Linked DNA regions of Oryctolagus cuniculus: region 1 is linked to region 2. Evidence: chromatin contacts called from public Hi-C data. All regions are on one chromosome and are shown on one strand. Each heading gives the region's core, a stretch centred on a gene start, on an enhancer-like site or on the middle of the called end of the contact. The rest is flanking DNA. Distances are from core to core; before and after follow the strand shown.

Evidence for each region. A called contact is a pair of places that touch in the nucleus more often than the background predicts.
Region 1: a contact with region 2 is called in a Hi-C map of an unstated tissue, with 3 times the contacts expected there. The contact joins the enhancer-like site here to the promoter of THBD in region 2. A contact is called at or near these places in 2 of 6 Hi-C or Micro-C datasets (psoas muscle and an unstated tissue).

The regions. Positions count from the first base shown.
Region 1 is chr11:47,424,594-47,428,195 of mOryCun1.1, forward strand. No RefSeq gene overlaps it. Among named protein-coding and RNA genes, the nearest start is that of CD93, 49 kb to the left of the region's middle. Within about 2 kb of position 1,253, at least 5 of the 8 cell types and tissues checked have an H3K27ac peak or open chromatin away from gene starts, as enhancers often do.
Region 2 is chr11:47,344,073-47,347,414 of mOryCun1.1, forward strand. It overlaps THBD (thrombomodulin), which reads right to left and starts at 1,838. Exons shown (of 1, transcript NM_001082144.1): 1 at 1-1,838. The coding sequence starts at 1,688.

The DNA.
Region 1 (3,602 bases), core at 3-2,502, 80 kb after region 2:
TACAGTTTGCTGCCCTTTAATTCTTCCTGTAAATTTGATGAACAAAAACAATCAAACAGACCAACAAGAATAACCTCCGTGCTCTCCATGGAGAAAGAGCAGCCCAGGTCTGCTTTGTGTTCCAGGATATTTGCCATTCCATCCACGGTCACATCAAAGTGGTGGTGGGAGGCCTTGGACTTGGACGGACCGGAGCTCATGCCCAGCAGCTGAGCCCAGTGAACCACAGGAGGCTGTGCAGCCGAGCAGGCTGCTGCCACCAGTCAGGGTCAGGTCATCTCAACACGGTGCTTCCCTTTCCTGCCCAGGCTGTGGGTCACATGGTTGCACAGTGTCCCCAGAGCTTGCTCTGTCTCTGGGGGCTGCCAATGCACGGATCAATTTTTTTGGTTGTTTCTTAACTCTGCTTGTTTTGCTCTGTTTGTCATCAAACAAACTCTTGGAAACCTTTAAAGTCTCGGGAGTGTTTCCTTTTAACAGGAAATAATGGCTGAAAGTGGAGGCGCACTGACTGTACTAGGCCTCCTGGGGGGAGGGGCATGGCTTGTGCCAATAAAACTTTATCAACAACAGAAGACTTGGCTGGATCTGATCGGTGGGCTGCACATAGGCAACCTCCCAGGCTCAAGGAACTCTGGTAAGTCTGCCTGCCACGGCCCCTGGGGCCTGAGCCTCCACCCCCAGGCTGTGAGAGGGGCACGACTGAGGGTGCACCATGATGGCTCAGCAAACACCTGTCGTTAATAATGACCAAGACTTGGGGCCAGCAACTGGTCCAGTGGGTTAAGCCACTGCTGGTGATGTTTGCAACCCATATGAGAGCACTGGTTCTGAGATCTGTCTGCTGCACTTCTGATCCAGCTCCCTGCTAATGGCCTAGGTTGGGCCCCTACACCTGTGTGGTAGACCCTGATGAAGCTCTTGGCTCCTGGCTTCAGCCTAGCCCAGCTCTGGTCATTGCAGTCAGCTGAGGAATGAACAGAAAGATGGAAGATTCTCTCTCTCTCTCCCCCCACCCCCACCCTCCCTCCCTCTCTCTCACTCTGCCTTTCAAAGAAATAAATAAATCTTCGAAAAAGGAACATAAAAATGAAAAAACCATGACCTGGGAGGGCCAGGGCGCCCCTGGCGGCTAGGAAGAGAAACACACCGCCCCTCCCCTCTGAGCCCTGGGGACAGGCGGACGCCCCACCCGGGTTTCTCAACAGGAGCCAAAAAGGAAGTTAAGCAAAGAGAAAGGGCAAGCGAACACGTGAGGCTGTGTTGCAGCAACGTCGGGGGTGACTCAGCCCGCAGCTCCGGAGGCTCCCGCTCTGGGCGTCCGCACGCGTCCCCACCAGGACTCCGCCCGCCACACCCAGGTCTTTCAGCCGCTACCAGGCAACAAGACAGCAACGCCCCGTCCCCTGGGGATCCCACAAGGCTTCAGTTCCAACAGCCTCTGGCCTGGTTTTGAAACGGACTCCCGCCTCCCAGCACTGCCTTGCAGGAGGCAGACGCCCACACCACACCCACCCCTGTTTCATTGGGGACGCCATGTGGGGTCACAGCCGCAGGTGCAGAGCAGGAGCCTGGCCAGAGCAGCCATGCTTCTAGGCACTGCGCAGGGGTGCTGGGACACCCTTGAGTGAGACCTCTGCTTTCCTGTGATGCGGGAGAAAGAGACAGATGGACCCGGTGAGCTCAGGGATCCAGGTGGTGCCCCCAGCCAGGGGACCTGAGTGCTGGAGGTTGGGGCAGGAGAATCAGGCCATGTGGCCGTTGGCCAGGGACGACTCGGGTCTGTGGGGGCCCCAGGAGGCAGAGACTGAGGAAGACACCTCAACTTTGGCCCAGCTGAGAACTGGAGAGAGAGGACCTGTGTGTCCAAGAGTGGAGGGGGTGGGCACTGGGTGTAAGGGTGAGAGTCCAGGGTCCTGCACTACAGGAGGCCTTATCAGGGGATGGGGCCAGGGGGCTGGGGAAGGAGCGCTGAGCAGGGAGGGTTGGTATCCAGGATAGCCAGGTTCCCACTCAGCTGGGGCCTGAAGAAGGGTCTGGAGACCTGGGGCCAGCGCTGTGGTGCAGTGGGTTAGGCTGCCGTCTGCAGTGCCTGCATCACATACAGGCACCAGTTCAAGTCCCAGCTGCTCCACTTCTGATCCAGCTCCCTGCTCATGCACCTGGGAAGGCAGTGGAGGATGGCCCAAGTGCTAGAGCCCCTGAACCCACGTGGGAGACCCAGAGGAAGCTCCTGGCTCCTGGCTTTGGATCAGCCCAGCTCTGGCTGCTGCAGCCATTTGGGAGTGAACCAGTGGATGGAAGATCTCTCTCTCTCTCTTTCTTTCTCTGTAATTCTGTCTTTCAAATAAATAAAATATTTTTAAAAGCATCTGGAGACCCCATGAGGTCTGTGGGCAGGCTGGAAGGGCGGGCTCTGGGCCCTGGAGCCAACCGCAGGTTTAGGAGGTGGGCAGCCCAGGGTGTGGGGTCCATGCACTGGAGGGCCGCGCCTGCAGGTTCTGCTGCTGCACACAGTGGTAGACCATGAACTTGAGGGGCCTGTGGCCCAGCAGGAGGCCTTTCCTGGTTTGGCAGCCTTGGTGGAAACAGGAGGTGAGGTGTGGACACCTGTGCTGCATCCTCACCTGACCCTGTGCTAGGGGCACCCATGATCCTGCCGAAAGCTGACCCAAAAGTAGGGGGTGATGCACAGGAGGCACCCAAAACGCTCAGGACCCAGGCCCAGGCAACATAGCCCCTACACAAGCTTCCAGGGTCCACAGCCAGGGTGCAGTCCGGGAGGTCTTCCCGAGGGAGGAGAGACATGAACAGGACTCCGTGAAGGACAGAGGATGACGTGCAGGGTGAGAGAGCGGCTGAGGGTGAACAATTGGGAGAGAGGAGACTCTTGGAGGCCAAGGCCCTCTCCCCAGGCCGCTCCTGACAAGGTCCTTGTCACCCCGAGAGCATTCCGCTGGTGTCTGTCCCTACCAGATTTTGAGTCTCTGCAGAGCCCTGATTTCTCTCATCTGCTTTCATAAGATAAGGAGATCAGAAGCCAGAAGCAGACTTCTCAGACCACAACTGGGCTGACAGCTGTGGGGTTCCACGTCCCTTCCCCTTCTCTGCCTCCCCCCACCATCCTAGCTGATGCGAAAGAGGAGAAGGGAGCCCAGAAAAGCATCTTGGTGATAACTCTCAGGCCCCCCTTAAGGAAGTGGCAGGACTGGAACGAATTCCGGCACATGGCCAGTCCAGGGTTTCCCTCTGAGTGGCCCAGACCCCCACCCTGCCCACGGACGGCCTTGAGAATGGGGGAGACCCTTGGGTGTGAGCCCCTTCTCAGCACAGCCAGAGTTGGGCTGTGTTTCTGGTTTTATATGGAGCTTCTGCCTCTGTTAGGGTGTTAGGCGCTTCAAGTGTTTTGTTTGTTTGTTTGTTTTTTGTTTGTTTTGGACAGGCGGTTAGACAGTGAGAGAGACAGAGAGAAAGGTCTTCCTTTTTTTCCGTTGGTTCACCCGCCAATGGCTGCTCCAGCTGGCATGCTGCAGCCAGCGCACTGCGCTGATCCAAAGCCAGGAGCCAGGTGCTTCCTCCTGGTCTCCCATGTGGGTGCAGGG
Region 2 (3,342 bases), core at 588-3,087:
GCAGGGGACGCGCACTTGTACTCCAGCTCGGCGCGCCCCGAACCCTGCTTCTTGCGCATGTGGCACAGGAGCGCCAGGAGCGCCACGACCAGGGACAGGCTGGCGATGGAGATGCCGATGGCCACGCCTGAGTGCACCGGCCCGGCGGCCGGCGGCGGAGCCGGGGTGGAGCCGGGCGCCCCGGAGCCTGGAGGCTCTCCGGAGCCGCCGTCGTCGCCGCCGTCGCCGCCGTCGCTCACCTGCGTAGGGTAGCATTCAGTGCTGACCTGGCCGGCCAGGGGCGAATCGGGCCCGCAAATGCACTCGTAGCTGCCGGGGAGGTTTCGGCACTCGTCCTGGCAATAGCCGTTGTCGCATTCATCGATGTCGGCGCACAGCGAGCCCTCGTCGAGGATGTAGCCTTCGGGGCACAGGCAGGTGCTCGGGTAGTTGGGGTCGCAGTCGGCCGGGCACGTCGTCTGGTTGCAGAACATCTGACAGCGGTGCGGCTCGTCCGGGACCGGGGCGAAGCCCTCGGCACAGATGCAGCGGTAGTTTTGGCCCAGCGGCAGGCATTGGTACTCGCAGTTGGTGCCGAAGCACGGGTCCAAGGGCTCCACGCACTCGCCGTCCACCAGGTCGAAGCCGGGGTAGCAGTGGCACTCGAAGCCACCCTGCGTGTTGACGCAGAGCTGCGGACACGGGTTGGGCACCAGGGCACAGTCGTCCACGTCCTCGCAGTGGTGCCCGTCGGCTGCCACCCGGTAGCCGGTCTCGCACATGCACATGTAGGAGCCGGACGCGTCCGAGGTGCGCACGCAGAAGTGCTCACACAGGTCGTGGCACGAGGGCGGCGCAGCGGGCGCGCAGGAGCGCCCGTCGGCCTGCGGGGCGGCGCCGTCCGGGCACAGGCAACGGGGAGCCCCAGCGCTCGCGTTGCACGCGAACTCGCAGCCGCCGTTCCCCACGCTGCAGTCCCAGGCTCCCGGGGCCTCCCGGCCCCAGCGCGCCTCGGCGGCCCCGGGCGGCGCGTAACAGGTCAGCTCCAAGCCGAGCGGTGCCACGGCGGCCGAGCTGCCCACGGGCAGCGCCTGGAAGTCGGCGCCGCGGGCCCCGAACGGCGTGCTGTAGGTGCTGGAGACGTGCGGCGCCGTGGCCGCCGCGGCGCCGGCCTCCACCAACAGGGGCCTGCATGAGGCCGCGAAGGGGAACTCGCAGAGGAAGCCGTCGACTTCAGTGCCGCACGGCAGCTCCTCCCAGGCCGGCTCGCCGGGGGCAGCGGCGCTCGCGGCCGAGACGGTGACGCACAACGGGCCGCACACTGGCGCGCCGCCGCCGTCCTGCCGCGCCCACCTGCTGTAGCTGGTGCGGTTGTCTCCGGTCACCCACTGGAAGCCGCGCAGGGGCCCGAGGTCCCCGGGGTGGCTGCAGCCGGTCGGGAGCTGCAGGCCAATCCAGAGGCGTGGGCTGTCGTCGCTCAGCAACAAGGAGATGACATCAGCGGCCACTGAGGAGCGCACGGTCATCAGGTGGCCCCCCAGGCGCTTGCAGGTCTGGCCGGCGGCGAGAAAGGTCGCGGGGCCCCGGAACAGAGCGAAGCAGTCGTGCTCCACGCACTGGCTGCCGTCGGGCTGCGGCTCTGCGTGCGTCGGGAGCCCCAGACCGGCCGGGGCCAGCGCGCCCAGCAGCAGGAGCAGGGCACGGAGCATGCCGCCGGGGCGCACCGCGCGCAGGCGCCGCCGGAGAAAGCGCGAGCGTTGCTTCGCGGCCCGGGCCGGGGCGGAGGGGCGTTGGGGGCAGCCGCTGCGGTCGGTCCTGGACGGGCGCTTCTCTGGCCCCGGCGCGGCCGCCTCTGACACGCCGCTCGGCCGCCGGGGCGCGAGTTTATAAGTGCGCGGCCCTCCCTCCCTGGACGTTCGGGAAAAGGAAGGAAGTGCCTGGTGGGAAGGGCTGATGTTGCATTCTCGGATTACTGGGTCCTCTGGACGCCTTGCGCCCGCCCTCGCTCCTGGGATCACCTCGTGGGGATGAGTAAACCCAGCCCGGGTGGAGCCCCGAGACCGCGGGCCCGCCCCCGACGCGTGCGGCCCCTCCCCAAACTTTCGGTTCTCTTGGCTAGTTTTCGTGAACGCTCACGCGGACTTGCAGGCCAGCTTGGATTGCTTCCAATGGGCGTGGGAGAGGGGCGTGAGCGCCGGGGACCTCGCGGTTCTGGAGACCTGGTGCCCTGCTCAAAGACAACCGGAGTCCACTAGGAGAGGGAGCCAGGCCTCGCCCGCCTCCCGGGGCCAGGGCTCCCGGCTAGGGAGGCGCGGGCGCGGTGGGGTGGGGCGGGGCGGGGCGGGCCGGCCGAGGCCACAGCGCCGCTTGGCAGCGTGGGAAAGCCGCGAGGTTGCTGTTGCGCTGCAGATGCACCCCTGGGGGCTGGCGAGTCGCGGAGCGCACCCATCCGGGGCTGTGCGTGTCCAACTTCTGGCACCCCTGACGGAGGTCGCAGGGAGGCGCTGTGGGCCCCAGGGGGCGCCTCGGGGAACCGTTTCCGCCCTGAGACCGAATGGACACCGGGCGGCCGTGGAAGTGCCACTTGCGGACGCCGGGCGGCGCCGTGGGTGGGCGGCAGGGTCTGTCGCTTTCCACCTTATCACGGGTATTCACTCACTAGGAATGCGGAGGGGTGTGTCCAATATGTAGCTCACAGAGAAAGACAAACCCGTTAAAATAAATAAATAAATAAATAAATAAATAAAGCAAGCAAGCACGCCCACCTGGAGTTCATCTGGTCATTTGCCCACCCCGGGCCACTGGCGACCAAGCACCAGGAGGCGGCGCTGTTGAACTCCAGACGAAACCAAAGAAATTGGAGGTCTCAAAACCTGTCCAGCGAACAAGGGTTAGGAGTGTGGGGAGCGCAGGGGCCTGGCCCCGCGTGGATTCCGTGGCTGCGCGTCGGGTCTCCCTGGGCCAACAGAGCTCAGGCTTCAAAAGGGACCAGGGCTGTGTGGCATCTTCACGTGCCAAAGACAAGCGCCGGGCTGGGCGGAGAGGGGATCGGGCTGTACTGACCGGCAGTGACCGCAGGGGCGGGGCGTGGACAGCCCGACCCGGTGCCCAGGGGTGGAGGCTGAGCGCTGTGCCCTGCGGGGCTTCCACAGGAGCGTCCCGCCTGGGGGCTGCCCCCATCTCACCAATGAGGACAGCGCAGGAGTGCAGCTGGATGCTGAGGTCTGAGCTCCAGCAACTTGGAGCAGAAACCCCTGGAGATGAGGAAATCGGGCTGCTTTGGCCGAGCCACTGGTCGTGACTTGGTTGCAAACAGCCTGCCCAGGGAGGTGGGCGCTGCAGCAGGGCTGGCCGGGGGTGCAG